Regions from separate parts of the Anser cygnoides genome. Here region 2 is linked to region 1. The links are chromatin contacts, called in public Hi-C maps. All regions are on one chromosome and are shown on one strand. The core of a region is the stretch at or near the end of the contact, and the rest is flanking DNA. Distances in the headings are between cores, read along the strand shown.

Region 1 (3,906 bases), core at 252-2,751:
CAATAACCTGGTGTGAAGGTCACATCTTGAAGGAAAAGCAAGACAAGCATGTAAATTGTTACAAGATACAACCCTAAACTCCCAAAAGTTACAAGAATCTCGATGGAAAGGCAGTGGTGCCCACCGAATACCTGTCTCCCTCTTTAAGCCAAGATCACACACTTAACTAGCAGCCAACTTCCAGTAAGAAATGCATGACCAAGCCCAGTGTGGAGCAATACAACTAACCCACCTGAATGGATGATCAAAGAACACTAGAAATACAACAGTGCCCTAAGACTAATATGTATGAAATATATATCATACGCTTCTCATCCTAGGCAAAAGACTATAAATGAATTATATTGCAATGTAACTGCTCTCTGATCCTTCCACTCGTCTTCATTTAAATAACTATCAGATACATCATCTAAGGATTTCCACAAGGGATTTCTAGGCAAAATGCACAAGAACAATAAATATGCATGTAGGAAGAACTTACAACGTTAAAAAGAATCAAAGACATCCTTGGTCCTTTCTGTTTCTACTTGTGTTGTACACTGTTTACGATGAGGAGTTAAGCAAAGCCTCACTGTACATAAAAAGAAAGGGGAGCAGCAAGCCCACAGAGCCGTCCTCACCCCAAACTTTGTACCCTTCTCACCTCAGGCAGATGTCTTCCAGGCGCTCCAGCCAAAGCAAGCTCCAGAGCTGGCCGTGGTGGCAGAAGTCAAGCAGGCACCAGAAGGTCACAGGCCTCCAGGTGGCTCAGTGAGGACAGGAGTGGAAAACGCTGAGAAACAGACCTGGATCCAGACCCCAAAGGCAGGCTGGTCCACGGCAAGGGCTTTGGTGGTAACGGGAGCGATCCCTTCCCTGCTTGCTGTGTTGTATGCCTACTGTTAAGATTAGACAAGGCTTTATTTTGGAAAAATACAGAGCTGCTGATAAAAGCTTTCAGAGAGAGAGACCTTTTCAGGTGCCAACCTTAATGGGTTACAGTCACAACTAGTTGTTGCAATTAGTGCATCCTAACAGCTGGTCTTTCTTCAGTGACAGCGTGAGGGCAATTGCCATGAAAGCACACAGGAATTACGGGTGGAATGACCACCGAACACTGTCATCCGCACAAACGCTTTGCAAGAACTTTTTCAGTGAGGACAAAGCCGCAGACACACCAAGAGCACATCCTCAGTGAGGGGAAAGCCGCAGTAACGCCAAGGGAACGTTCTCAGTGAGGAGGAAGATTACTTTAATTAGGATCGGCAAAAAAAACTAACCCTCTTTTAAGAGTTTTTTTTTTTTTTTTTTCCCTCATTTCAGGACACAAACACTCATGTGGAGGCAGCAGCTTTTTGTGTGCATGTGCGTGTGTCCGAGAAGACGCAAGCGGACAAAAGCGGCGTTACGCGGCCCGCCGCGGGCCCTTCTCCCCGGCGCTGAGGCAGGCTGGGCCCCAGCGGCCCTGACCAACGGCCCCAACGGCCCCAGCGGCGGCTGGAGCGGAACCTTCGTGCCTCGGCGCGGGGCCGGGCCGGGCCGAGGAGCGCTGCCGGCTTCCTCCCGCTGCCGGAGCCCGGCGGGCGCTGAGGGGCGGCGGGGGCTGCCGCCGGGAGCCGGGGGAGCTCCGGGGGAGCGGATGCCGCGCAGCGCCGAGGTCCAGGTGGGGAGCGGGCGGTGCGGCGCGGCCTGGGGGCTGGAGGCCTCCGCCGGGTGCGCGGCGGTGCGGGGAAGGCAGCCGGTTTGTGTGGCTTCGGGCCCGCGGCTGGGCCCGGCTGCGTGCCCCGGGCCGAGGCGTGCTGCCGGGGGGCGGCCGCCGCCTTCAAGGCCGCGCTGGGGGCACCGCGGTGCCCTGCCCGGCCGGGGGCCTGCTGCCGCCGCCGGGCGTTTCCCTAAAAGACGGAGCAAGACCTTCAAATCACGCTTCCGTGAAAATTACTTCGTTATTAGGTAGGGAGGAATATCAGCGTGGAATACTGTTAGCACAGATCTTATTTTAATCGGTGTTCTACTCCTGTGCAAGGCTTGCCAAGTGGTGAAGCAGGTTTCTGTGAATCCAGCATGGAAGCAGACGTGACCCAGCGAACCCCATTCCTCTTCTGGTGAACAAGCTAGGAGCTGTCTGATGGTGACAGACAGGAAGTGCTGGAAGGCAGAAGGCTGCTTCTCTCCATATTTGTGTGGTGGGACAGGGGTAACCCAACTGTCTCCCAGTTGAACATCTTGTTACAGCTGTTCATTATGTTTGTGACAGCAGGGAGGTCAGCGTGTCACCCAAGTCAGAATAATGACACGAGGGAATGTCCTGCTCAGCACACAAGATCCAGATACGTGCTGGTGCAGTCTGCTTCCCTGTCTGCTGCAAACTGACCACGCGTCTTCAACGACTCATGAAAAACAATTGCAAAGAGGGGAAAAAAAAAAGGCATAGGCATGGTACAACCCCAATGGAATTTAAATGCCAAACATAATTTATGTATTTAAATAGCACAGTTCGTGTCAGGTAAAATACACTAACAGTCTTTGGAGCTGTGGTGGGAACCCTGATGTCTAGACCTGTATTTGCCACAGCAAGCAGCGCAGCCCGTGAGGAATAGTAGTGGGACTTTTACAGAATGACGCACAATGCTGAGGACACAGTACGCAGCCACTCACCTCTTACGTGCCCTCCTGATGACAGGACTCAGCTTTATCTACCACACCTCAGAGAGTCACGCTCACCCCTACTGCTGCTCCAACCCAGTCAATCTGGAACATTTTGCTCCAGAGTAGAAAATTTCAAATGGTGGAGAAACCCTCATGCAGAGCTGGTTGTGGTTCAGGAGTTCAGGTGCTCTGTAGGTCAGCAGGTTCGTACCTTCTTGGGCTGAGGAGGGATCCAGGTATGGACCTACTACATCCTGGGTGGTTTCTCTGGCAGCACGGTAGGTGGAAAGAAGCAGGGTACACAAACACATGCAGTGTGACAGACGGTATTGTGAATTTCTCATATCCTGTCTGAACATTTGGTAACAGTGCTGTGCTGCCTAAATACATTTTTGGGTCACCCACCAGCCTCAGATTACAGAAGGATTGTCAAAACTGCGGGCAGAACATACTGCATAGGAACATTAAATACTGATCGGCACTTTTGAAAGGTACAATACCCTGATTTGAAAGGAATTGCGGGTAAACAAATTTTTTTTACTATCGTAATTTTTGACATCATAACACTATTGTGCTATAGTCAGAAAATTAAAAGATGGCCAGTTCCCTAAAAATCTATAATTTAGGGCAAAGACAAACATCTTACATGGAAGCTCAGAGGGAAAGAGTGATAGAATATTGATCTGTAGGGTGGTGGTGTTTATTGTTTGGTGTTTGAGAGCCTGGATTAATTTGATAGCTTTGTTAAAAGAACCTGACATTGCATTTTTGTTGTTGATAGCACAGCTTTCTAAAGAACTCCTGTCTTTGACATTTCTCATAATCTGTGTCCTCAGTAGTCATTGAGAGAGCGTTTCTTATGAAGGTGGTTTGTCTTCTCAGTGCTTTCGTTTATGAGGTAATGTGAAGAAGTCAAGGTATAAATACTAACAATTCGATTCTATTGTTAAATCAGCATTCAAGCAGCTTGAAAATTAGCGTGCAACCTCATATTGGACTCCAGTGTCAGAAATGTCATGGTCTAGAATAATGACAGTTGCCAGCAGGGAGCTTAGCAATACTATTTTGACTACATAATATGACACTAATAGAACATAAACGGGGTGCGGAATGCTACAGCTGAGCAAACTGATTAATGTGCGCGATCAAAAACAAATTTTAATATTTGGTCAGGACAATATATTTCTTTGTTCTGGAAAGTTAGGATCATTGGGTTTATTTCATAAGACCTTTTGAAAAGATACCAATTTTTCTTCTAAGTTTAAGCTGCTACAGTTCACT
Region 2 (3,781 bases), core at 257-2,756, 550 kb after region 1:
TATGTATATACTGGTAATTGCATATTTAATGGTCAGGCTGTAATTAGGATCATTCCCACAGTTCAGGTTATTTTTAGCTATTAAGTCATAAACATACGCAGTGACTCAACCAGCCATTGTAACTCTTAACCACTTGTTTGTCATTACTAGTTCTATTACTGGAAATAAGTTAATTAAATGAAGAGTATGTATACTTGGTCATCTGGATGCAACCAAGAGTCTCCATGTTCCTACATTAGTTACCCTTCTCTCTCTAAAACTATATGACTCTGGCTATCAATTTTAGCTTTTCTTGGGTCAGTAGATTTCAGACCTTTCTGTGGCTATCTTTGGAGAAATTGCCTCATCTACACGGTGATCCCTTAGCCCAAGCAGCAGGCAGAGTTCTCCCACTCGTGGCCATCATGTAAACCAAAGAGAAAGCACTGAAGACCTGCTCAGACCTTTGGTCTCCTAGCTCACAGAAAAAACTGATCCTGCTGATCTGTAGCTGCTCGTGTTTTCTGCTTTCCCCATCTCTGGGGAGATCTCTGGACCTGCAAGCCATCCACATTTCCAGATTCTCAGAAGGCCATTCCAGCTCTTTCACATTGGTTTCTGCTATTCATGGCAACTGCCCCTCTCATCATCATCCCTCCATGGTGTGCCCCATGAGCCTGCCATACCACCTTGCCTTTCTCCACTTCTTTTTGTTTCTCTTTCTCATACATCCTGACACATTTGAGCAACTCTGGAGCTACGTAATTAATAAATCGATGGTAATATTATCTGATACTTTTAACTACCTTAGAAAAATCCCTAGGCCAACACAACTTGTACAGGAACACAATGACTCTGTCATGGCAATTTTTCTCGTGTGTTGCGATTTCTAGAACTGTTACAGGTACGAGGAGCAAACAGAAAACTGGAGCGCGGAGGAGCCAAGTTACGGCTGTGTGAGCAGTTTAACGGCACCGTCGGAATATTTTATAAACGGTGGAGTCGATCTTTAAGTTAACTCTGAACTTCCTGGCTCGGTGTTTTTGACCGCTGTGGTACTTAAGGCTTTGCGCTGGCGTTTCTTTGAGGCTGCGGGGCGCTCCGCTCCCCTCCGCTACCACAACGGCACCGCATTCCCCTCAGCCCCACGGCCGCCATCACGGCCGCGCCGCCATTGCCCGCCCCCCCATTGCCCGCCCCCCCGAAGCCCCGCCCCCGGCCGCCATCACGGCCGCCCCCGCCGCCGCGCAGCCCTGCCCCTCCCGCCGCGCCGCGCCGCCCCCTGCCCCTGCCGCCCGCCATTGGCCGGTGCGGCGGGGGGGGAGGCGGGGCGGGGCGGCACGGCCTTTGCGCCGCGTCCTGCCGCCGCCGCTTCCCGTTTGCGCCGCTCCGCTTCCGGGTCGGAGGGGGGGGGGCGGGGGGCAGCGTTCGGCAGCCTCCGTTGGGGCCGCGGCGCCGCCCGGGCGAGCGGCGGGGGGGCGCAGCGGGCGGGCGGGCGGCGGCGGCAGCCGGCGGGGCGGCATAGCGCGCCGGGGCGGCGGCAGGGCCGCGGGGAGGCGGCGGCGGCGGCCCCCGCCGAGGCCCGGTGCCGAGCCGGTCCTCCTATCCGTCCGCCGCCGCCGCCGCCTCTCGGCCGATGCGTTGGCGGCGTCCGCCATGGACAAGATCCTGGAGGGGCTGGTGAGCTCGGCGCACCCGCTGCCGCTGAAGCGGGTGATCGTGCAGCGGGTGGTGGAGCTGGCCGAGACGCCGCTGAGCCGGGCGCAGTGCCGCGCCATGTTCGCGCTGGGCACCCGGCTGGTGCTGCAGGGCCCCGACCGGTTCCAGCGGCAGGTGGGCCGGCAGGTGCTGGAGGCCTACGGCCGTTACCACCGCGCCGAGTTCGAGGCCTTCTTCGACCGCGGGCTCGTCCTCGGCCTCCTGCAGCGCGGCTACGGCGAGCTGAGCAACCGCGACCCGGCCATCCTGGACTACATCCAGGCCGGGCTGCGCCTCATCATGAGCTGCCCCTCGGTGCTGGAGCTCTTCGAGCTGCTGCAGGTGGAGGCGCTGCGCCTGGTGTGCGAGCGGCCGGCGCCGCCGCTCTGCGCCCGCCTCTGCCAGCTGCTGGGCGACTTCCCGCAGTGCCTGCCCCGCGGCAGGAAGCTCTCGCTCGCCTTCTGCCAGCAGCTGGTGCGCAGCATCGCCCACTTCCAGAGCCAGGGCAGCCGGGAGGCCGAGCTGCGCCTCTACGTCTCGCAGGTGACGCAGGTGAGCGGGCTGCTGCGCAGCGTCTGGAAGGCCGAGCCCGACACGCTGCTGCCCTCCCTGCAGGAGCTCTTCGCCGTCATCTCGGCCGCCGGTGAGCCCCGGGCCCGGGAGGGGCGGAGCGGAGGGAAGGGGCCGCGGAGGTCCCGCGGCGGGCGCCTCTGGCACCCAGAGAGCGCTAGGATGCGGTGTCTGGCCGCAGGCACTCCGGCTAGCCAGGGGTTGCTGAGAAAGAGCATGCGAAATAGCTGTGCAGGGCTCACGTTAACATCCAGCACACCAAGCAGTCGTATGGCACCGCAGTGGAGGGAGAGGGGGAGGAAGTTGGCAGGTTGTCACTGTCTTGTGCAGATACTGAATGAACAAAGGGCGCTGTAATTCAGCGCTCTTCGTGTGCTTAACCCATTGAAACTTCTCTCATTCCACCCTGTGTCAATATAACGTTAGGTTTAGGCTAGACTTGTTTCAAAACTTCACAGCTGCAGTCAAGCCGTTGCGAAAATCAAGTGTAGTTTTCCTGCGGGGATTTCTGTTCATTTCTTACAATATGGCCTGTTGAACTATTGCAGATACTTCATTTGAACCCTCGGTTGCACTGGCAAGTCTTGTGCAGCACATACCATTACAGATGATTACAGTACTCATCATGAGCCTTACTACAGATCCGAATGTGAAAGATGCAAGTATGACTCAAGCGCTGTGCAGGTACCGTATTTCATTGGGAAGGGGGAACACTGTTGACATTGCCTTTTTTGAAGTTATTTCTTGCTTCAGTTTAAAAAAAAAAATAAAACAAGGTATGAGGACACTTCTAAGATGGCATTCAAAGTTACACTGTTTGTCATGTTAAACTTGTTTATATTGCTGATACCTGGGATGTTACCAGCAAGGTCTCAGTTTAAGGTTACTGCCTTCATTGCTAGTATGGCTTTTTTGTCACACTTTGCTAGGACAGAATGAAGAGGAAGTATGAGCAGAAACTAAGAGGAAGCCACCTGTGTTGCTTTTAAATTATATATTCTTTTTAGGTATCCCACTTGATGGGAGACAGCTTAAACTAGGAAACTTGACGGGTCTTACTGTCAAGCTGAGAAATAAGGCCTTGTTCTCTGAAGATTAGCCTTTCCACTTTTCCAAGATGTAGATTGTCTCTCTCACCTCTTCTCCATCTGTAAAGAGAGGAATCAGAAATGATATTTACTCATTTCTGCTTAGCTATCTTTATGACTTTTCAGTAGGATTTGTAGGTGACAGCCTCTGTTTACATCTTCGCTCAAGTCTCCGCAAGTTTGACTGTTGTCAAAATGATGGAAGAATGGCAATGATGTAAAAACAATTGCATAGTGTACTTCCTGTCAATAATATAGACATGATTGCACATCAAGCTTAATAGCACTGTGAACATTGATTCAGATTGCTGTCTTGGCTAGTATCTGTAGAAAGGTGACAACTAGAGAAAAATTAAGACCTTGGTGATCTTTACTGTCTTCTTACAGTCTATGGAGGAAGCTTGTGTTGAGCCCAGACAGAAAGATGAGTAAAGCAGTGTAATAGG

Evidence for each region. A called contact is a pair of places that touch in the nucleus more often than the background predicts.
Region 2: a Hi-C map of liver shows a contact between it and region 1, with 1.8 times the contacts expected there. The contact joins the promoter of USP38 here to the promoter of ZNF330 in region 1. A contact is called at or near these places in 2 of 7 Hi-C or Micro-C datasets (granulosa cells and liver).

What each region holds. Positions count from the first base shown.
Region 1 is chr4:41,587,075-41,590,980 of Taihu_goose_T2T_genome, forward strand. ZNF330 (zinc finger protein 330) reads left to right here and starts at 1,502. Exons shown (of 10, transcript XM_048075006.2): 1 at 1,502-1,642. LOC136790814 (a long non-coding RNA gene) reads right to left here and starts at 1,166. Exons shown (of 4, transcript XR_010831476.1): 1 at 644-1,166.
Region 2 is chr4:42,135,620-42,139,400 of Taihu_goose_T2T_genome, forward strand. It overlaps USP38 (ubiquitin specific peptidase 38), which reads left to right and starts at 1,507. Exons shown (of 10, transcript XM_048074964.2): 1 at 1,507-2,320; 2 at 2,796-2,931. The coding sequence starts at 1,636.